7 separate regions of the Mus musculus genome follow, and all the other regions are linked to region 1. A link is a contact called in public Hi-C and HiChIP or PLAC-seq data. All regions are on one chromosome and are shown on one strand. The core of a region is the stretch at or near the end of the contact, and the rest is flanking DNA. Distances in the headings are between cores, read along the strand shown.

Region 1 (2,700 bases), core at 142-2,641:
GGATGGTAAGATGAGCCTCCAGTCAAAACCCTGCGTCTGTTTTCAGAAAGTCCTATCTGACAATTCACACACACACACACACACACACGCACACGCACACGCACACGCACACGCACACACACACATGCACAAAGATGTTATTTTTTGATTCAGTTTATTATAAAAAAAAACTTGATACTTTCTGAAGTGCTTTCTAACATTATCTTTAGATAATATGTGGGTACTTAAGTATTGTATATTAATGATAAATGATGTATAGGTCACCTTTTCAAATTAATTTCAGAACCAATTATCCTCTTGTTTCTCCTCTAGCTCCATACACACACACACACACACACACACACACACACACACACACACATATATATATTTTAAAGTGGTGTGTATTGCATCTGATGACCAACTAAACTCTAAATATTTATTTCCATCTGGTAGAGTTCAACTTCTGCCTCTTGTTTGCTTTCTTCTTCCTGCCTGGACTTCATTGTTTTCTCTCCCTTCTCCTACTTTAAGAGAGTTGGGTTAACCCTATTTTGGGTCTAATAGTTTTAGCAGGCTCATGCTTTCCTTTTTTTCTAGGCTGTTTACAACCGTCTTTGCCAGTAAATATGGGTGTCTATGCTTAACACTCTCGACAAGCTTAAAGTTTTATCTTATGTGTCAACAGCAGCACAACTCTAAAGTTCTGACATCACTTGAACTAGAAAAACGAATTTGTTGTGCCTTTCTAAAATACATATGCAGATTTTTATGAGTTTCAAGGCTCATCTTCTCCCCCCCCCCAGCCCCCCGGGGTTCTGCAAACCCTAGGGGCAATGGCTTGGATTAAGCCGCAGGATAGCTCCAGGGAGCGAGTCCTTCCTTCCATTCCCTAGCGGAGCCTTAGTCTCCGCCACCGCACGCTCCTCCCGCCAGGGCTGCCAGCCAAGCCGGCTGGAACTGGGCTCAGATGTAAACATGGGGTACGCAAAGGACTGGGGCTGCGGAGACCGAACCTCAGTCCTGAGGTTCCAGCCACACCGCAGTAAGTGAGGAACCCGGAGCCCGCTCGGGGACTGGAGGGTCCCCGCTGGCCCGAACCGGGGGCGGAGCTAGCTCGGGGGCGGAGCTTTCACACGCGCCTCCTTGGCTTCTTTCTCCGCCCTCCACCGCTCCGGAGTCTCAGGCTGCCACTCGGGGGGTTTATTTGTTTACAAGCAGATTACGTCAGCTCCTCCCTCTCATCCCGGCCTCTGGGCACGCCCCCTGGCGGCCTTTCTCCCGCCCCCTCCAGCCCCGAATCTGCCTGCGTCACAATGGTGCGATCTCCGGATTGGCTGGCGTCCGCCCTCACGCCCCGGGTACGCCACTTCCTTTCCGCAGCCCTATAAAATGAGCTGCACGGCGGCGGCAGCTCTTCGCCCCTCGGAGCTGGAAATGCAACTCTCGGGATCCTCGGAGGCTACCGAGCTGGAGGCGGAGGCGGCTGGGGAGGTCCGAGCGATGTGACCAGGCCGCCATCGCTCGTCTCTCTCTGTCTCTCCTGCCGCCTCCTGGCTTGAAAATAACTTTTTTACTCTAAAGGAAAGAAAAAAAATCCCCTAGAACCAGTAGCCGTCCGCGCCTCGCGCCCTCGCTTCCTCTCGGCCGTCGGGTCTGGGCGAGAGCCCGGGGTGGCCGCTTCGCCGTCGGGGCCGAGCCCCGGCCGCCCCGGGCCACCCCCGGCCGCCGCCCCCATGCATCCCTTCTACACCCGGGCCGCCACCATGATAGGCGAGATCGCCGCCGCGGTGTCCTTCATCTCCAAGTTCCTCCGCACCAAGGGGCTCACGAGCGAGCGACAGCTGCAGACTTTCAGCCAGAGCCTGCAGGAGCTGCTGGCAGGTGAGCGGGGCGCGGGGACCGTCGCGGGTCGCCACTAACGGGCGCGTCCCGGTCGTGGCTGGGGGAGGGGGGGGGAGCTGGGCGGCGGGGCGCCGCGACACGCACAACAAAGGATCCGAAGCGGGGCGACGCGGAGCTGCGCCCCGACGGCTACCGGCCGGTCGCGGGGGACAAAAGACCCAGGGCCCGGAGTCCCGTCGGTCTCCTCTGCCGGGTCGCCGCGACCGTTGCGAGAGTCTGCGGCTGAGCCCCTGGGTGGCTTGTCGCCTCTGTGTTTCGGAGCCGGCCCGGGACGGACGTGCCAGGTCTCCGCACCTCCTGTGCCTCTTGCCCATTAATCATCGGATTTGTCACCGGTACAATTACAACCCAACCCAGATCTTGGTTTAAGGTTTCTTGGGTTTTCTTCCCTTTGGGGTTAACTGGCCATAGTGGCGTTGTCTTGCCCCCACCCCCCACCAGTTCCATAAAGTCTATTGTATGGGACCCCGTTGGGGTGGAGAAAGTAAACAGGTTCCCGCCCGCTTGCCTGTGCCATCCAGCTAGTTGGCCATCCAGGGCTGCGCGCGGGATTCCTGTTTTGGCGGCTCAACCGGTCAGTACCCGGACAGTGTTTGCCACAGTGTCTTTGCTTTCTCTATTCTGTCTCACGACAGCGAATTCGGTCCCGGACATTTGTGAAAGTTGGTGGTTTTCATTTTCGCTTCGCTAAGAAGCTAGCAGCAGGAGGAGGAAAGTACGCTACGGTACGGCTGCGTTGACTACCGTCCTGAGCATTGTTTCTCTGTTCTTTTCTTCCACAGAACATTACAAACATCACTGGTTCCCAGAAAAGCC
Region 2 (2,700 bases), core at 189-2,688, 340 kb after region 1:
CATTAGGGACACATTGAGTGGACCATATCCTCTACTTTTCCCTACTTTCATTTAAGTTCATTCTTGATTTCTGCACACTGCTAAACCTGTAAATCTCCAAGTGTCCCTGTCATTAAGTGGCACATGTGTTAATATTCTCAGTTGGTACTTCAGTCTCATCAGTTTTTATATTGAGAGAGATCAGGGCTAATCAGCGAACAGGACTTGAAGGAGACTCTTTCAGACTAGTTTGCCACCATATTAGTTTCATTCCCGTGGGATTGTGTAGCTGATGCTGACTCTCAATTCCAAGTTTACCAAAGAATGTAAGTATAAAACCATTTTATCCTCTCAGAAATGTTTTGTAGTTTCTATAGGGACATGTGCTACAACTTAAGTCTGAGCCTACCAAGAACAGCACAGAGTAAAATCAGTTCAAAGATCAAGCTGATTTTGGATCCCACGTGGTGAACACACCTCACAGATCCAAGATAGTATCACCTCTGGCTTCCTAGTCCTTAAATCACACCTTCTTCATTGCTACTTGAGACATTTGTCTCAACAAATGAATGTTCTAGCATTCTACATAAATTGGGATAGCTCAAGCCACTTGGAGCAGATAATAAAATGCGAACAGCTTCAGTTTTTCAACTTAGTGAAAGCATATAGTTTTGAAAGAATGTGTGTGTACTTTAATGTGGAAAATTTTACGGATATTATTTGAGGAAATCAGTTATTTATTGGTGGTTATAGTTCCATGAGATCCATACATCAAAAATAAGTAGCAAAAATAGCTTCCTTTTCAACTTCAACCAAATGAGTTTAATTTGCATGCACCCAAAGTCCCGAGGACCTTGTTGCAGGCAGCAGCAATTCTGCCCAACATCAAAGACCCCAGAGATCAAAACAGAATCTAGCTCTGAAGCAGGGAGCCTCTCACTTCCAGCGTTAACAGGCATATTTGTTTCCTCTTTTGCTGTTGGTCAGTTCAAGGCACTATCAAAGTCCATAGATGCTACTGATGTCTGAATGGCTCCGTTTTAACCTTGGAAGCAGCGAGCACGTGGAGAGCCTGACAGGAGAGGGAAAACCTGTGGTCTCTGGAAACTTGAAGCCATATTGTGTGCAGTTAGGGACGTCCATGGTGCCTCATTTTCTCTCTGGAAGGAACTACAATTGCTGGCGCAGGACTGGATTTATGTGGTCATGCTCTCCCTTTCCTTTCAATTTGTTTTTAGCATGTGATCAACATGAAAATCTCAACCGTCCTTGCTGGAGCTGCCTGAGGCAAAAAGGGGGGCGGGGGGGGTTGCTTTTTTGCAGGGTTCTATCATCTGTTAGGCAGGCTTGTTTGACTCTCCTTGTTTTGTTTTCACAGAGGGGGAAGCCAGAGCCAATCAAACAGTAAGCTTCTGGCTGTCTTAAAAGCAGGCCAGGGTAGCTTAAGGGACGCTAACACTTTCAAAGATCATTTTTGTGTGCGAGACAGTGATTGAAGGCAGCATAGAAAAGAACACAACGGGATTCAATTCACGTGACAAAAGGAAATTGTACAAAGTCTAATCCATTCCCATTACAGTCTCAAGATTGTAATCTTCCTTGGATGCTAAGCCTAGGAGTGATTTCCACTCCCCCCCCGCCCCCCCCCCCCGACAATATGCATCATCAAGTTGCTTTCGAAGTGGTTCTGTGGGCTGGAGGGAGGCGGCTCGAGTTATATAACATGCAATTTAAGATAATGGCCTTTGAAAAGGAGAAATTAATATAAACAGAGGAGGCCAACAAAGCCTCAGTCATCTAGAAGGTGGTTTCAGTCACCGCTGACATTAAACAATATCCCCCCCACCGAGCCCACACGATGTTTATTATCATTTAATTTCTTGCTTTCTTATCTTAGTGAAGCAGGGATCTCAAGCTCCGTTATGACTACAATTGGTAGAAAAATGCATTCATCGAAGTGAGTAACGAGATTCAGAAACGAAGCTCTCTCTCCTAACCTTTTGAGGCTTTTAAACATTCTACCAGAAGCATTAGCAGAAAAACGGAGCTATAGCGTTTCCATAATTATCCCAGCAATGTCTTTGTTCTTGTAATGATAGGACCCATACTTTCAATTTGCAGTGCTTAATAATAGCAGCTGTCTTGTCTGCTCAACTGTGGGGTTTTAGGGCTCCCATAATTATTCATTTTCACGCACTTGACAGTGGGTGTTTCCTTGAAATATTTCAGGCCACATCCCAAGGAGGAATTACAAAAATCCTTTTTAAGGGTTTTGCTATACATAACAATATTGAATTATGCATTAATAAAACAAAGTTAATTGACTCAGAGGTGCATAAACCCCAATTAACAGTATACCTCGGTACTGAGACCATCGGACGCACGCACGGAGGCAAGCATAATGACTGTATCATTAATGCATGAGGGTGGGTTGTCTCTCAGGCCCTAAAACTACCCACTTTGTTTTTCATTGCTTCCACACTTTTTCCTCATCAAACCTCCTCTCCCACTTTTCATTTTCTTCCTTTGTTTTTAGACATGTGTTGGAATCATTTCAATAGATGTGTACTCATACTCTAGTAATACTGTTTTCTTTGTCCCTCTCCTCATATTTCTAAATAAAAGTTATTAATGACTACTTTAAAAGTATTTTTTGGGGGGGATATCTATCCATTCTGCAGACAATGTAGTGGGCACTCCTTCCTTCTGATATGCATGGAA
Region 3 (2,700 bases), core at 127-2,626, 360 kb after region 1:
GCACACAATGAAAAGCTGTGCATTTTCATGGTATTCTTTTGTAGTTGAAAACAGTTCCGTGGTTTTTGTACTGTTCTTTTTTTCTTTTGTTATCTTATTACTTATTCCTAGAGAAGCAAAAAGATTTAGAATTATGCTGCCACTAAGTTCTCCCAGAATCATCGTCAATGTGATAGTTATTATTATTATTATTATTATTATTATTATTATTGCTGTAGTAATATCTGAAGCTTTTTCCCACTTCAGTCGGGTAAACAAAGAGTGGACTTTTCATATGGAAATGGGAAGTGTCTCAAAGATGGGTCCCATGAGTAGAATGTATTCCCTACTGGTGGCTTTTAAGATGTGCTTTCCACAGAACTGAGAGAGGGCAGCTTGGTAAGCTGGTTAGATAAGCCAATCTCTGCAGACAGTCTGTCACTCTTGGACAAATGAAAACTGAGTAGAGGCAAGCAGTCGGATTTACATGCCACAAAAAAAAAGGCTTTTCTTTATTTTAATCGACAGAATTGGATTAGACTCCAGCACCAGCATGCACTTCCCATTGTTTGCTTTTGATATTAACTGCAGGAGACTCATTAGAATTTCATGGATGTAATTGTTTCTGGGTTACATCCTCAATTAATGACTATAATTGAAAGATGGGATAGGGCTGCCATGACGTGACTGTAATTTAAGTGCGAGATGTCTGGGCCTCTATTTGCAATGCATTTATTATTATTATATTTTCCCCCCTGCTGTGGAGGAGTATTTATGAGAGGCAGAAATAAATGCATTTCAAACAGCAACGTCTCAATCAAAACAATGAACGTATTGTGCACTGGGTGTTGTTTTCCCGGGCTGTTTTGTGACTCTGGAGTCCTCGGCATGATATGCATGCATAGCAAGAGCATGTGCTCAGATCTTTTGGGAGGACCTGGGGGCGGAGAACATGCTTCAACAATGGGGAGGTAGGAGAGAGGCTACCTCGGCCCCTCTTTGTGTGCTTTATTACAACTGTTTAAATCCCAGCAGCCCAGGCTGCACTTGTTAAGGGTTTCCTAATCACTTTTGGATTATGTCATGGAGGGAGAAGAGAGGCGCTCTCTCAATCCCTTTATTATGGGCCCCCTTCTGCCTGCCTCTTCTTGCATAACCCCACCCCCCCACCTTCCACACAGGCAGACATTAACCTCATTAGCTTTTTGAACAGTGCACTGCTGATGGCCCACAAACCTTGAGGGTAGCTGGGAGCAGCAGCTGAACAATTATCCAGGTTTCACAGGATTTTGTCCAGACCCTGAGGAAAAAAGCTCACAGACCAGGAGTCCTGGTTCAGAGGAGCTTATCAGGATCTGAAGTGGACTTTGAGTTTATGAAATACAGTTTTCAATGGGGGAGGGGGTGACCTTTGCTTCCTTATGAGGCTCCTGATGTGGGTTAGCATGGCTCTGGTGTCACCAGAACCAGGAAGGCCTACGCCTGGAACCTGAAGTTGCAGATTTAAAGACACCTTGATGACAACTGTGTGCCATTTCCCTGGATCCTAGGAATTTCCACAGACACTGGCGTTTGAAGCTCACTGGCTTAAAGCCATTGAGGAGTAGAACAAATGGCAGTGTAGTGTCAAGCTAGAGATGGAGACTGGGGTAGATGGCAGTAAGTGAGAGAGGTTCAGGTACAGTAGGTTGGTTCATTCTATGTGTAGCACGAATGAGGCTGCAGAGCAGAGGCTATAAGTAGACGGCAGTCAGCCATGAACCATGGTTTTTACTTGGGGTTTTTCGACACCCCTCCCCCAATTCCTTCCTCTCCTTCTTCCTCCTCAGGTACTAAGTCAATAGGAAAAGGAAACTGCTAAAATTTGCATGCCATGTTATAGGAGAAAGATCTCACAGCTTGAGATCCAGGCTTTGGGCTTATTATACATCAAGAAAGGGTCATCTGTTGAACGAATTGTCTGGAAAGACAAATGCATTGCAGAGCTATTCTACACTTACGTTTGACTTGCTCTTTTCATGGGTTATTGTTTTCTGCTGCATTATTGTATACCATTGGTATTATCTTGTGAAATTGATAAGTTTTAAAAAATATTTATCATGATCACAACCTATAATATCAAATCATTTTGCTGTTTTTTTTTCTGGCACATATAGCACATATTCAACTAATTTTTAAGAATTCATTTACATACTATGTACAATCATCTGTAGAGCAATAACCTAAATTTGATTTCTGAAACAGAGCTTTTTTCCTTCTGCTTCTATATGATGATTTGCCTCATCTCCCAGCCATCACTTTCTTGGGTCTCTCTCTGCATTACCTAAAACCCTCATGTTTATTTGATCACCCTGCTCAGCATTGCTTTCCTAATGGTATAGTTCCCCATCTCGTTCATTTCCCTTGTCTTTTTGTAGTGCCTCTATTTATTTATTTCACCACTTCTGTTTCTGAATAAATTTTACCCACAGTTTAAAGATTTGACCCAACAGTCATTTTTAACATCTCTTGTTCTTTATCTGTTGAACATGAAGTTCTTATGAATGGCCCTAAGCCACCAATGGAGTGTCCTCTATTGACACAATGTCAGTGAATATTTAATTAAAGATAACATAATAGTGATTTAAGACTACTGGTTAATATATTTTTTAGAGGATCTCTCAATGCTCAAGTGAAAGTTATTCAATTAAAATACAAACATGAATATTAGATATTTTGTAT
Region 4 (2,700 bases), core at 192-2,691, 480 kb after region 1:
CAAATTCAAGCAACATCCAAAGGCAAAAGTCTAAACATCCATGCATTCATTAACCTAACCAATCCTCTATCCATTCGTCCATTTGCTATCAAGGTGGCTGTCTACTTTGGACCAGACAGAATCCTAGGAACAAGGGCCACTGAACACGACAACACTTGTTCTTTGCTTTTATTGATCTTGCAACTGAAAAAACACAGCCAAGCAATAAGTACACAATGAGTGTTTGTTAGTACAATGGAAAATAACCGTTGGCTGGCTTATAGCCAATGATGAAGATTTAGGTAGCTATCTAAAGGTGGAGAAGTCGCTAAGAAAAGGTTAAAGAAAATATAATCTGAGAAGGGAGAAGAACTTTTTAAAATAGTTACATATTGTGAGTAGAAGTCAGAATTTTAAAAGAATTATAAAATATATATGCATGTGATGATGGGATGTGGGTACTGGGCAATAAGAATAATGGGAAGTAAGTTCACATAAGTAGTTATGGACCAGATTAAATGAATGATAGGTCAGTATACCACAATTAAACATTACTGTGAATGATTTAAGAAAAGACCCTAAAAGAAAGGGAGTGAAATTATCTAGCTTACTTTTTGAGTTGGCCAACAATCCTTGCTTCCAGTAAAATAGAGAATATAGATGAAAAATGCAGATCATTTAAAAAGTAGTTATAAGACCACCACAGTATTGTAGATGAGTCTGAGAGTAGATTGGACTGAAGACCTTAGAGTAAAATGGAGACAGATGAACAAATATGTTGTAGACTTGGGATGATGCCTTTGCCAAAACATTTTTATGTAGACATTTGAGAGTCTAGAAGAGACAAGGGTGATTATAGCATTCAATGGTTATCAGAGAAAGTCTACAATAATGTGTCTATTCCCTCAAAAGAGGGCATTCACGGGTCAAAGCAAAGGCTAACCAAGTTCAGGTTGGAGACCTAGTGAGTTTATTAGACTGATTCAGAGGACCACAAGTTAGGACCATATGTAGGAGCATGAGTGACTTAAAGGCAATTGCTTCAATTTGAAGTCCCACTATCACCATGAGTGATAAAATATAAAATCTGAAGAAATACCAATGAGTTCCATTTCCGGTCAATATTTTCACCTCCTCCAAATTCTACTGCCCCTCCTAAACTGCATGCAGCTGTGGCAGGAGGGAGGAGAGGCTGGCATGCCAAGTTAGGATCCAGTAATTCTCTATGATTATTCTGTAGGTGAACAGTAACACATCATTGCTAGACCTAGCTATCACTGTATCAGTCTGCCTCTTTGCTTGTCACGACTTCCCACTAAGACAGACTATAGGTTACCATAGCAACTCTGCTTCATGATGGTTAATGGTCGTGACATGTCCAAAGTAAATAGTTTCACTCTTACAATGGATGTCAATAGGAAGTTCAGCTGCAATGGTTTCTCATTTCATGCACTTTGGTTACTGAGAATCCTAGGAATTTCTTTCTGTGGACCTGGTGAGGTGTATGAATCAGGGTATTGGATCCCCTGTGGTTTGTGTGGACATTTTACTTCCTATTCATTCGTTCTAGCCTCCCCTGGCTTTACTCTTCCCAAGTCAGCTCAGCTCTCCCTCATGTCTCCTTTCCTATGGATCTAAGACATCTTCTGAGTCTTCGAAGAGCTGACTACCTTGCTGGTTCATTATGCATTCACTTGCACTCTGCTTGTTTTTCCCCCCACGACTAGATGTGAGCATTCTAATACAGAAATACCTTTGATTGTATTCTTTTTTGCTGTCTTTTGTGCAATTTCCTCCATCTGTCTTGAAGGTGCCTTTTGTTGTTGTTTTTTGTTTGTTTGTTTTTGTAATAGAAAATAGTTTTTCCTTATACACTGTATTCTGATTATGGTTTCCTATCTACCAAATCCTCCCTATTTGTAATGTATTGTTAGTTACACAGAGGGAGTAGCCATGAGGTACTCCATGAGACTAACAGGGATATATGGCAATACACATTTCAAAATCCCTGGGGCTTGAGGTATAGCCTGGTGGTAGAGCACTTACTTAGACTTAGATATCAGCTTTCACTGTTGAGAGAAATGCATCGTGTTCCTTGACTTCTATGGTTCTGTTCCCCCTTAGCTCAAGTAGAGAAGTTAGAATGAATAAACTTTAAGTTCCTTTTAGATTAATAACAATGATCAGTTAGTTATAGGTTCTGGACAGACGCTAATAGTTCTCTGACCAATATCTCTCAGAAGTTGAGGAGAAAATGTCCGGTGGAATCATTCTTAACTTACAGTCATCACTTAGATTCCAAGATACAAAAAGAGGATCATCAAAAATGCCAAGATTCTATTTGAACTAGATGCCTTCTAGAAAAGAAGTCTTTCTAGAAGGTCCCTGTGTGTGCTGAGAACTAGGACAGTCTGAAAGCAATGGTATCTTCTGGGAATTAGAGTTATTAATAATGCTGGCTTCCTCTGAATAATAAAGGCATTAGCTGAGAAGGAACTCTGGGAGAGAAAAGAAGGATGAGTGAACAAAGGAGGATAAAAATACCATAGACAATGCAAGCAGTCCCCTTACTCACAATGGAAATATGACACACATTGGGACATCCCAGAAGTAAGTGTGGAGGCACACATGGTAAATGGAATATATAACTATGAGCAAACACCCTCCACACTTTGAAATCTGTGAGTTCAGACAGTACCCTTGAAAACAATGTTATATAAC
Region 5 (2,700 bases), core at 90-2,589, 350 kb before region 1:
GGGACACTTGTGGCAGTTTGGAATTTTCAAGTGGGTAAAAATAATGATAAATCCTTCAAAGAATCAAGGAGGAGCCCCGAAACTCATTTAGCCCTCAGACAGAAACCCTAGAAAATGCCCCCAGCCACCACCTGACAGAGGTGCATGGAAAACTCCAGAGGCCTGTTGCCAACATGGGATTGTTTGATCTGCCTTGAAGGTGATCCTAGCTTGGTGCTTTTCAGACTGCATTCTGGAAACATCAGCCCTAAGGCCCAAGTCCCTTGCTTTACAGGTTTCCAACAGAGACTCCTTCTTTTGGAAGACCTTTTCTTTCGGAGGGGAGTGACAAACGAAGCCAGCATTGAGCCTGGCCTTCCAGGCTGTCTCTGTGCATAGGGATCTGGGAGATGCTGCTGCCATCTCCGCCTCTGTCACTTACAAAGACCCCTCTAATCCCAATTGCCTCACACAAAAAAGAGTGGAAAAACAGTCTACGGACTGGAAATAAAAAGGAATGCCCAAGGAGCAGCTGGCACCTTAACGCCCCCACAAGACACTAGCTGGTACATCACCATGAAACCCAATCACCCTTTCCCCAGTTACGATGGGGTTGGATTTAGTTCTGCAACAACAGAATGAAGTATATGTTTTAACAAATAAACATAATTTTGGCAGAAGTGTCAGCATCGTTAGCCAGGAAATTTTTTATATACTTATATCAATTCGACATACCCTCAAGTCCCCCAGCCACGGCCCGTCAGTGAGGGACACAAATGCTAAGAAAGGGAGCAAATGTTTATGAATGTATTAACTGCCCTACACACACACACACACACATACACACACACACACAAATACTTGTGCTTCTATATTATAACCAAATATTACTTCTTCTGATCAGCATTTTTGTATTTGTCTACCTTTTATGAAGTGTTGAGCAGTGCCTACTTGCTAGCCATGTTGAATTTAATCATCTTTTTCTGAACTCTTGTCTTTTGGGCACCTCGCCTTTTCTTAGCATACACTCATCCTGAAACTCCTGGGAAATCAAAGGCAGGTTAAGCAAAGAGCTGCGCTTAGAAGAGACCAGCTCTTCTTGAACTCTCCTGGCATCCTATTGGAGGATTCTTTGTGACCCAGGATGAGCTAGGAACAGAGCCAGTCTTTCTTAGTACCTTGGCCAGGCCATTGCTGGGGATTCTCAGCTGTTGTGTCCTGTCAAGAGCTGCGGTGTGGGGGTGGGGGATTTATTGGGAAATAATAGATTGTAGTTAATTCCGACAGCTCACGGAGTCACAAGGGGCCAGATACTTCTTCTAAGCGAGAGGTAGCTGTGAGAGAAGTGAGAAGAGGATGCTGAAGGTGGGGGAAAGAATTGCAGAAGTGAAAGGAAGAGTCCTGGAGAGTGGGACTGAGGGGGAATGGCACTGTGAAGAGGGAAAGTCCCAGAGAAAGAGCCCCTTCTCTTTCCACAAACCTGCTCGCCCTCCCCCACCTCCCCCTGGCTCACAGCCTCTCATAAAGGGAGTGCTTCCCTGGGCTGCTGAGTGTGATCACACTTAATTTCAAATAGCAAAGTCCATTTCGAGCCGTATTTTCACACTGGCGGGATGAATGTGAATAATAGCCACATTGAGGCTGGTTCTGAAATGGCTCGCCCAGCTGACACGAATGTGAAGTTTTCCAGTCGAGAATGTGTTTAATGGTTCAGAAACCACTTTTTGCTGACCCTCAAGTCACCTCCTGAGTTTTGTCAAGAGCTTCTTTTTGAGAAAGGATTATTATCTCCAGTTGTTGTCTCCTGGGTGCAACTCTTTCTCTCTCTGCTTGGATATTTCACTTCAGCCTGTGGTAAGCCTGGTCCAAGCCTCTGGCTTCTTCTGTTTGGCCAACACCTTGATTAAGAGCCTAACTTGATTTTCTCCGTCTTCCTAGTTCCTGACCAAGCCTTCTCTAGACTTCTTAGGGTTTGCTTCAGATTTCTAAATCTGAGTAATTTCTAAGTTTTTGACCCCTGTTTTCATTCCAGGGCCCTGTTGCCTGAAGAAGGCCAACTCCAGAGCTCAGTGGTGGCAGGGCAGTTACAGGATTCAATTCCTGGAGAAAATGACCCCCTACCTCCTATTCTGTGTCTTTAATAGAATCTCAGCTGACTCTCCAAATCTTGCTGTCTAGACTTTGTCCCATGCATGTTCCTAGAATAGATGGGAATGACCCTTATCGACTTAGAACAGTCGGGATCCATCCTCTGGCTTTGGAAAGTATATGAGATAGTTGTACCAAATCAGTATTTAATTAGGGAGGTGAAGGCAGTGGAAAGATGTCAGGAGTTGGCAAGGTTTGCAATGTTTCCCTTCCTGTCTGCCTTTTGATCTCCTCTATGCACTTGAATCCCAGATCACTAGTTTTGGCCAAGACCCCACCCAATCTTCAGCCAGGCTCACTTTCAACAGCACTAGCCTTGTCTTACGTATGCAACTGATTCTCATCTTGGTCTTACGCACACCGCTAATACTCATTTTTCCTTTCCTGTCATTCATTTCCCTCAGACATTTTCCTGGTTTTTCTATCTCTCTTCATGGTAGGACTCATCTCTTTACTTACAGTCTTCCTTACAGTCTCTGTTCCCTCGTTTTGTACTGAATTAGTCACTAAGTCCTTTTGGTTTCTCTGGCAGGAATTTCAACCGTCTTTTTTTCCTTCCTCTTTCCTGCTTTC
Region 6 (2,700 bases), core at 85-2,584, 390 kb after region 1:
AGTACTCTCTAGCAAAAGATGATGTCATCTTATTAATAACGCCAACCACAGAAGAAATAGTACTAAGTAATGTTAACTATTGCAATGGAGTTGGGATCCTAAGGTTGATGGGTTATTTGTTTTGTGATGTTCCCAAGGGTTGTTTTATTGAGAATTTTACCATTAAGTGGTCTAATTGTGTCAGTGGATGGGGGCCTTTTCAATTTGCATAATTTCCTCAAGGGACCCCAGCTGCTAATTTGGTGATTAATTATCCATATTACACATTGTTTATTTGACCATGCCTAGATTAATTTCTTTTTCCCAGCAAATCACATTTGGAAATGAATTTGCATATCTTGATTACATTTTAATGTCCTGGCTATCATTGTCTCTTCCCTGGACACCTCATGAGCTCATATAAGAGTGATCAAGCAGAGAATGATGGAATGGCTAAAATGACATTGCACATCAGTGGACAGAAAATGCACATGACTTATTTTTAATGAGGAATGTGTTATTTAATAATCAAGTGAATTATAATATCTGATGAACAATATATTTTGTGATTCTATTATTTACATTTTACTATCGCCAACAAATGTTAAGATCTTAACTGTGAATATTATCAATATAAACATACATCATGTGCATGTATATGTACACACACACACATATATATTTATGACTAAAAATTATATTTTATTTATCTATAATCTGGCGTTCTGCTATCAAATACTATCAAGTTTTGCAATCATTTCAAGCTTGAGAACCACCAAAGTTCTGGTTCTAGTTGCCCTATATTGGAATCTGCTTAGAGTCATAGAATGTGTTTCAACCTAATTTTATTTCATTTATCAACAATGTATCATCGACATCATTTTACAAAGGTAAGTAATAAGTAATATGTCTAGGTATATTTTATGTAATACTAGGCATATTAAATTCTCTTTTGCTGAGAATTTTTTCCTGCTCATCTTTATTTGTTGCTAAATTGTCTTATGAGAAAAAGTCTATGCTGCTTGTCTTAAAATGAGATAATAAACTTCAGGACAGACAAAAAACTATTTATTCATGATGAAGTAATTTGTGGAGACAAAGTTGAGATCTCTATGATTGAGTCTATGTTGCTTCTCAGTTGTATAAATGTAGAATACCAATGAGAAATGCTCTTAACTAGCACCAAATTGATGCTCTTGATTCATTGAATGAAAATAGAATGAGCCAATTGATACTTTTCACTAGCTATGAATGAATGTTCTTCATCAACTTGATGGCCACAGACACTGAATCAGTGAATAAATGCATGAATGAATGAGTGAATGGATGCTTGTGCGGCTGTATTCTATACTAATGATACAAGGAAAAGAAATTCTATGCCAACAATCCACTCAAATGTCAAGATGAGAACAAAGGGAGTAGATCCAAGGCCTCCCAGACTTGAATTTGGCAGCTTGACATAATGATTAGGCTATTTTCAGTCTGTTGGGACAAGACAAAGGTGTTGTTCCTCCCTTCTTCTGAATTGAGTTCTCCCTAGCCCCACCAAATGGAACTCAGAAAATGAGTATTCAAGAATTCTGAATAAAATATTACGTCCAGCTAACCATTTGGTCTCGATACCTGCAAGTTAAGGATAGCAACTAACAAACAACATTGGTATTTAAATGGGGAAGAAACTTAGAATCTGCTGACTACTGCATTTCTGTGATTTCTAGAAGTGAAGGCTCGATTCTAAAGGCTTAGTCCTACCAGCTGAATAGGTCTATGGCTGCAGAAGTTGACCTAAGCGTTGGATGCTTATTTGATATTGTTATCATATTTAAGACATGTCATCATATCCAAGACATGTTAGGCTATCCATCAGATTACTTCAGTTCCCTCACATATGAGAAGGATTAATACTATTACTGGTAATATAAATATATATATAATATTAATATATTATATAATATATATTCCTATCATATTTACTTTCTCTGCTTTCTAGACTCTGTTTCCTTTTTTTTTCATGAAAAACTTTCCTGAATGTAATCCTGCTATTAGCCATTTTAATGTAGACAGAACTTCAATGCTGAACTGAAAATTGGGAATAAAAAAATGCAGAATGTATGAAGTTTGAGTGCATGTGTGTGCATGCCTATGTGTATGTATACATGTGTATGCATGTGTGTGAGTTTGTGTGTGTGTGTGTGTGTGTGTGTGTGTGTGTGTGTGTAATCCAGAGACCAATATGGCATATCTTTCTCTATAGCTCAGCACCTCTATTTTTTGAGTCAGGGCCTCTCACTGAACCCAGAGTTCACCAATCTGGCAAGACTAATTTAATTGGTTGGGGCACTCATATATCCTTCCCAGTGTTAGGAGGATGGATGTGCATCACCATGCCTCGAATTTTACAGGCACTGTGAATATGAATGGAAGCCCTTTTGCCTAAACAGCAAATACTGTGTTAAGTAAACCATTGCCCCAGCCCAGAATGATAGTTTATTGGCCTGAGGGATGCTCAGGTGAGAAATTATTTCTAGATCCATCTGTGAGGATCTTCCTGCAATTTGTATGTCAACTGGTGAAGGAAGATCTTTTATCCCCAGTGTGGGCATGTGTCTATTCCACCTATTGCCTAGTTATAAGCAAAGGAGGAAGAAACTAACTTGATTTTCTTCACTGGGGTATTCGTATGTTCCTGGTGTTGAATACCAGATTCTCTGGGTCCTGGGA
Region 7 (2,700 bases), core at 151-2,650, 380 kb before region 1:
CAGATGATGACTACCGCCGTGTTTCTCAACCTTGCCATGAGGATAGCACTCTGTGATCTGTGACAATGAGTAGTGAAGTCATTCTTAGGGGCTTCTGGGACAGCTTTCTTTGTGCTCATCCACTGAGTTGATGGTTGGTGACTTGAGGACATGATGCATGAATCACAACCTCTGCCCTGATGTCTAAGGTACTACCGTCTGACTTCCAAGACAACTGTGATGAGTCAGATCTCGCCTCTTAGTAGTTAGTTACTTGTGCTGTTTGGAGGGTCTCAGATAAGCCCTTGGGAAGTTTGTCAGCTGGTCTGGTTGACTAGCAGGATTTTGTTTCCCATAATCGGGTGGCCATTTAATAACCTTCTTTGCCTTTGGGTTCCCAAGTTAATAGAGCTCTGAAAAATATAATCCCTTCTAATTAAGTTTTACCACATGGTTTAATGCTATAAAGACTTTTACCAGGGGGCTTAGGTCATACTACAAATGCCCCTCTTCCCACTCATGTGGGGGGACGTCTCTGCTTGCTTTGAAACTGAAGTGTTCCCAGATAGTATAACCTTCCTTCAGTTCTTACACGTAGGCTTCCTTATGGGCTTTGATTCTAAAAGAGTAGTTAGACAGTGCTCCTCAGACTGGACTGGGGCTGAGGGTTCTGAAGGCATCCTGCCCCCCCATGAATGCTAAGCAGTCCCGGTGACCACAATGTGGTTGACATTGTCCCAGTGAATGACAGGGCTTGAGAGATGGGGAAACCACACAGCCGTAAGAACTGGCAAGCTTCCACACTTACTGTGTGCCAGAAGAGGAGCCCAGTGGTTTACATGTGCTCTATTATCTGATTTTTCATCATAGTCCAAGAAATGCTTCTATATTCCCACTTTGCAGATGCGACTGTTGAGGCTCTGAAAGGCCAAATTATTTGCCTAAAGCCGTATACACAGTGACAGACTTATGTCACTTGTGTAATTTGGATCCATGGGCTGTTGAATTCTGGAACCTATACTTTAACTGTTATACTGGCTTAGTTCTGTGCAGATACTGCCAGCATCAAGAACAAACTGTATCTAGATATAAATAACACATAAATATGAGCAGGCCTGGTTCATGGACATATTCCTTTAGAGCTCTAAGGAACAAGTTAGCTTTGTGACTTTGACAGAAAACAGAAGGTAGGTTGTGAAGTTTCTTGGGTAATTCTAGGTACTTGGACACCTGTTCAGCTATTCTGGGATTCTGTGGTGGGGGTAAGGGGATACAGGGAGGGTGAGGTCATTATTGCAAAAACCATTTCCTGAAAGCTTGACTTCAGGAAATGCAGGAGCATTAAAAATACCCATTGTGTGGGAGCCGTGGCCAGATCATGACTCACATTTAACAATTGTGTCCATAGGTCACAAAGGATTTGAGGAACATAGGAGATATTCATACTAAACTCTGTCTGTGGGTGGTTCATTATGAAGCGTTCAGTAGGTTGCGAATCATGTTACCATTTCAAGAGTGACATTTACAAGTTTTCCTGGAAACTGTGAGGCCAGACTTCTTCATTCATACATTGATTTGCAATTAGTTGTCCACCTACTAAGTACAAGGAACTGCATTAGTTCCCTTAGGATATTAGAAAAAGAACTAAGTTGCGTTCTTGACCTTTGCGGTGTGTAGGAAGCACCTGCAGGAAAATGGCCTTCTTTGTAAATTTGCCCACATCTTTGCTTTCACAAAAGGAAGGCCAACTCTTAAAGGAAGATGCTTCAGTTCATTTCCACCACAAAGAAAGGGCTCTAAGTAAATCTGCCAACTCTCAGAACTTATTCCCAGCAATCCCTGGGAGAGGCTTGGCTTGGGCTTGGTAGGTACTTTTTCTGTCATTGTAAGAATGAGACCAGGTGAAGGGAACAGAAATTATTAATTGAATGATCCTGTGCATTTTTTTTAAAATTGGCACTGAGAATGTTTTTGTTTATTATTTCTAATTTATATTTTATTCAAAGTTATATATTCTAAATAAGATATATACATATGCATTACAAAAGGCAGTAATAATCTTCTCCTAGGAAGCTACCCCAAACCCAAGGTTCAGAATAGCATCAATACTTTGCATTTCCCTATGCCTTCTTTCTCTGTCCTAGCATCCCATCTCTCCCCTTTGGAGGAAGCCATTGTCTTGAAACTATGCTTACAAGATAGAGAATGGAGGTCTCAACTCCTCCAGTCTGTTCACGATGAGGCAAAGCTGAAGGAGAAGTAGCTCAGTACTCAGGGTTCATTTCACCATGGCAGAAAGACTCATATTGGTGGCTGTGTTTATTTCCATACAGGCTCCTACTGGTTACATGGAGACATAGTGTCTGGCAAAGGAGTGGATCATCTGAAGACCTTGGTATTAGAAGTGAGTCCAGGACCAATCCTAATGAATGACTCTGTAGGAACCAGGCAGATATGAAGGCTAGGGTGATGGCTCAGTCAGGAAGAGCTCTTTCTGTGAAAGTATGAAAACTGGACTTAAACCCTAGAATCCATATAAAATAGTAGATGCAGTCACATGTGCACCTATAATCCCAAGTGTCTGGGAGGACAGAAAACAAGAGGGTCACTGGGGCTTGCTGGCCACCAGCCTGGTAAATAAGGCAGAGGACAACAAAACAGGGTGCTTGATGCCTTCCTCTGGCCTCCATTGAGATACACCTCCCTGGGAATGAGAATGCT

What was found. HiChIP or PLAC-seq counts read pairs in DNA pulled down with a chosen protein or histone mark. A called contact is a pair of places that touch in the nucleus more often than the background predicts.
Region 2: a contact with region 1 is called in an H3K4me3 HiChIP or PLAC-seq map of embryonic forebrain, with 7 times the contacts expected there. The contact joins the enhancer-like site here to the promoter of Btg1 in region 1. A contact is called at or near these places in 8 of 39 promoter capture datasets (the 3T3-L1 cell line, 3T3-L1-derived adipocytes, the C10 cell line and 5 more), 2 of 15 datasets of contacts at CTCF or cohesin (the NIH/3T3 cell line and large pre-B cells), 11 of 484 Hi-C or Micro-C datasets (the C2C12 cell line, Th2 cells, cerebral cortex and 6 more), 24 of 115 datasets of contacts at active chromatin or transcription factors (the NIH/3T3 cell line, the SCID.adh cell line, bone marrow-derived dendritic cells and 19 more) and 2 of 9 other capture datasets (adipose tissue and embryonic stem cells).
Region 3: a contact with region 1 is called in an H3K4me3 HiChIP or PLAC-seq map of embryonic basal ganglia, with 5 times the contacts expected there. The contact joins the enhancer-like site here to the promoter of Btg1 in region 1. A contact is called at or near these places in 7 of 39 promoter capture datasets (the 3T3-L1 cell line, 3T3-L1-derived adipocytes, hippocampal neurons and 3 more), 1 of 484 Hi-C or Micro-C datasets (the N1E-115 cell line), 12 of 115 datasets of contacts at active chromatin or transcription factors (the SCID.adh cell line, acute myeloid leukemia, differentiating embryonic stem cells and 9 more) and 1 of 9 other capture datasets (embryonic stem cells).
Region 4: a contact with region 1 is called in a CTCF HiChIP or PLAC-seq map of the NIH/3T3 cell line, with 11 read pairs. The contact joins the enhancer-like site here to the promoter of Btg1 in region 1. A contact is called at or near these places in 7 of 39 promoter capture datasets (the 3T3-L1 cell line, 3T3-L1-derived adipocytes, hippocampal neurons and 3 more), 1 of 15 datasets of contacts at CTCF or cohesin (the NIH/3T3 cell line), 3 of 484 Hi-C or Micro-C datasets (the AML12 cell line, the N1E-115 cell line and tail fibroblasts), 15 of 115 datasets of contacts at active chromatin or transcription factors (the NIH/3T3 cell line, astrocytes, bone marrow-derived dendritic cells and 12 more) and 1 of 9 other capture datasets (liver).
Region 5: a Hi-C map of bone marrow-derived macrophages shows a contact between it and region 1, with 26 read pairs. The contact joins the enhancer-like site here to the promoter of Btg1 in region 1. A contact is called at or near these places in 10 of 39 promoter capture datasets (the 3T3-L1 cell line, the C10 cell line, the HPC-7 cell line and 7 more), 10 of 484 Hi-C or Micro-C datasets (B cells, CD8 T cells, bone marrow-derived dendritic cells and 6 more), 27 of 115 datasets of contacts at active chromatin or transcription factors (the 230-238 cell line, CD8 T cells, the NIH/3T3 cell line and 21 more) and 4 of 9 other capture datasets (adipose tissue, embryonic stem cells, liver and 1 more).
Region 6: a contact with region 1 is called in an H3K4me3 HiChIP or PLAC-seq map of embryonic basal ganglia, with 2.7 times the contacts expected there. The contact joins the enhancer-like site here to the promoter of Btg1 in region 1. A contact is called at or near these places in 5 of 39 promoter capture datasets (the 3T3-L1 cell line, 3T3-L1-derived adipocytes, hippocampal neurons and 2 more), 1 of 15 datasets of contacts at CTCF or cohesin (the NIH/3T3 cell line), 3 of 484 Hi-C or Micro-C datasets (double positive thymocytes, embryonic fibroblasts and large pre-B cells) and 15 of 115 datasets of contacts at active chromatin or transcription factors (the NIH/3T3 cell line, the SCID.adh cell line, T-cell acute lymphoblastic leukemia and 12 more).
Region 7: a FOXA1 HiChIP or PLAC-seq map of pancreatic cancer cells shows a contact between it and region 1. The contact joins the enhancer-like site here to the promoter of Btg1 in region 1. A contact is called at or near these places in 10 of 39 promoter capture datasets (3T3-L1-derived adipocytes, the C10 cell line, the HPC-7 cell line and 8 more), 3 of 15 datasets of contacts at CTCF or cohesin (CD8 T cells, the NIH/3T3 cell line and large pre-B cells), 15 of 484 Hi-C or Micro-C datasets (3T3-L1-derived adipocytes, the C2C12 cell line, CD4 T cells and 10 more), 35 of 115 datasets of contacts at active chromatin or transcription factors (the 230-238 cell line, CD8 T cells, DN3 thymocytes and 25 more) and 3 of 9 other capture datasets (adipose tissue, embryonic stem cells and macrophages).

Annotation. Positions count from the first base shown.
Region 1 is chr10:96,615,610-96,618,309 of GRCm38.p6, forward strand. Btg1 (BTG anti-proliferation factor 1) reads left to right here and starts at 1,392. Exons shown (of 2, transcript NM_007569.2): 1 at 1,392-1,863; 2 at 2,667-2,700. The coding sequence starts at 1,716.
Region 2 is chr10:96,954,268-96,956,967 of GRCm38.p6, forward strand. All of the region lies in intron 1 of Gm33981 (a long non-coding RNA gene), which reads right to left. Among named protein-coding and RNA genes, the nearest start is that of Gm33981, 3.2 kb to the right of the region's middle. Within about 2 kb of position 1,439, at least 45 of the 459 cell types and tissues checked have an H3K27ac peak or open chromatin away from gene starts, as enhancers often do. A contact at or near this core is called in the SCID.adh cell line, cerebral cortex, craniofacial prominence and 6 more, where this site is marked.
Region 3 is chr10:96,980,310-96,983,009 of GRCm38.p6, forward strand. No RefSeq gene overlaps it. Among named protein-coding and RNA genes, the nearest start is that of Gm33981, 23 kb to the left of the region's middle. Within about 2 kb of position 1,377, at least 27 of the 459 cell types and tissues checked have an H3K27ac peak or open chromatin away from gene starts, as enhancers often do. A contact at or near this core is called in the N1E-115 cell line, embryonic basal ganglia, embryonic forebrain and 1 more, where this site is marked.
Region 4 is chr10:97,092,655-97,095,354 of GRCm38.p6, forward strand. No RefSeq gene overlaps it. Among named protein-coding and RNA genes, the nearest start is that of 4930556N09Rik, 58 kb to the left of the region's middle. Within about 2 kb of position 1,442, at least 14 of the 459 cell types and tissues checked have an H3K27ac peak or open chromatin away from gene starts, as enhancers often do. A contact at or near this core is called in the NIH/3T3 cell line, pancreatic cancer cells and tail fibroblasts, where this site is marked.
Region 5 is chr10:96,265,107-96,267,806 of GRCm38.p6, forward strand. No RefSeq gene overlaps it. Among named protein-coding and RNA genes, the nearest start is that of Gm40747, 7.5 kb to the left of the region's middle. Within about 2 kb of position 1,340, at least 41 of the 459 cell types and tissues checked have an H3K27ac peak or open chromatin away from gene starts, as enhancers often do. A contact at or near this core is called in B cells, bone marrow-derived dendritic cells, bone marrow-derived macrophages and 2 more, where this site is marked.
Region 6 is chr10:97,008,702-97,011,401 of GRCm38.p6, forward strand. No RefSeq gene overlaps it. Among named protein-coding and RNA genes, the nearest start is that of 4930556N09Rik, 26 kb to the right of the region's middle. Within about 2 kb of position 1,335, at least 3 of the 459 cell types and tissues checked have an H3K27ac peak or open chromatin away from gene starts, as enhancers often do. A contact at or near this core is called in embryonic basal ganglia, where this site is marked.
Region 7 is chr10:96,237,736-96,240,435 of GRCm38.p6, forward strand. All of the region lies in intron 1 of 4930459C07Rik (RIKEN cDNA 4930459C07 gene), which reads left to right. All of the region lies in intron 2 of Gm40747 (a long non-coding RNA gene), which reads right to left. Among named protein-coding and RNA genes, the nearest start is that of 4930459C07Rik, 13 kb to the left of the region's middle. Within about 2 kb of position 1,401, at least 78 of the 459 cell types and tissues checked have an H3K27ac peak or open chromatin away from gene starts, as enhancers often do. A contact at or near this core is called in the C2C12 cell line, CD8 T cells, the MNK3 cell line and 9 more, where this site is marked.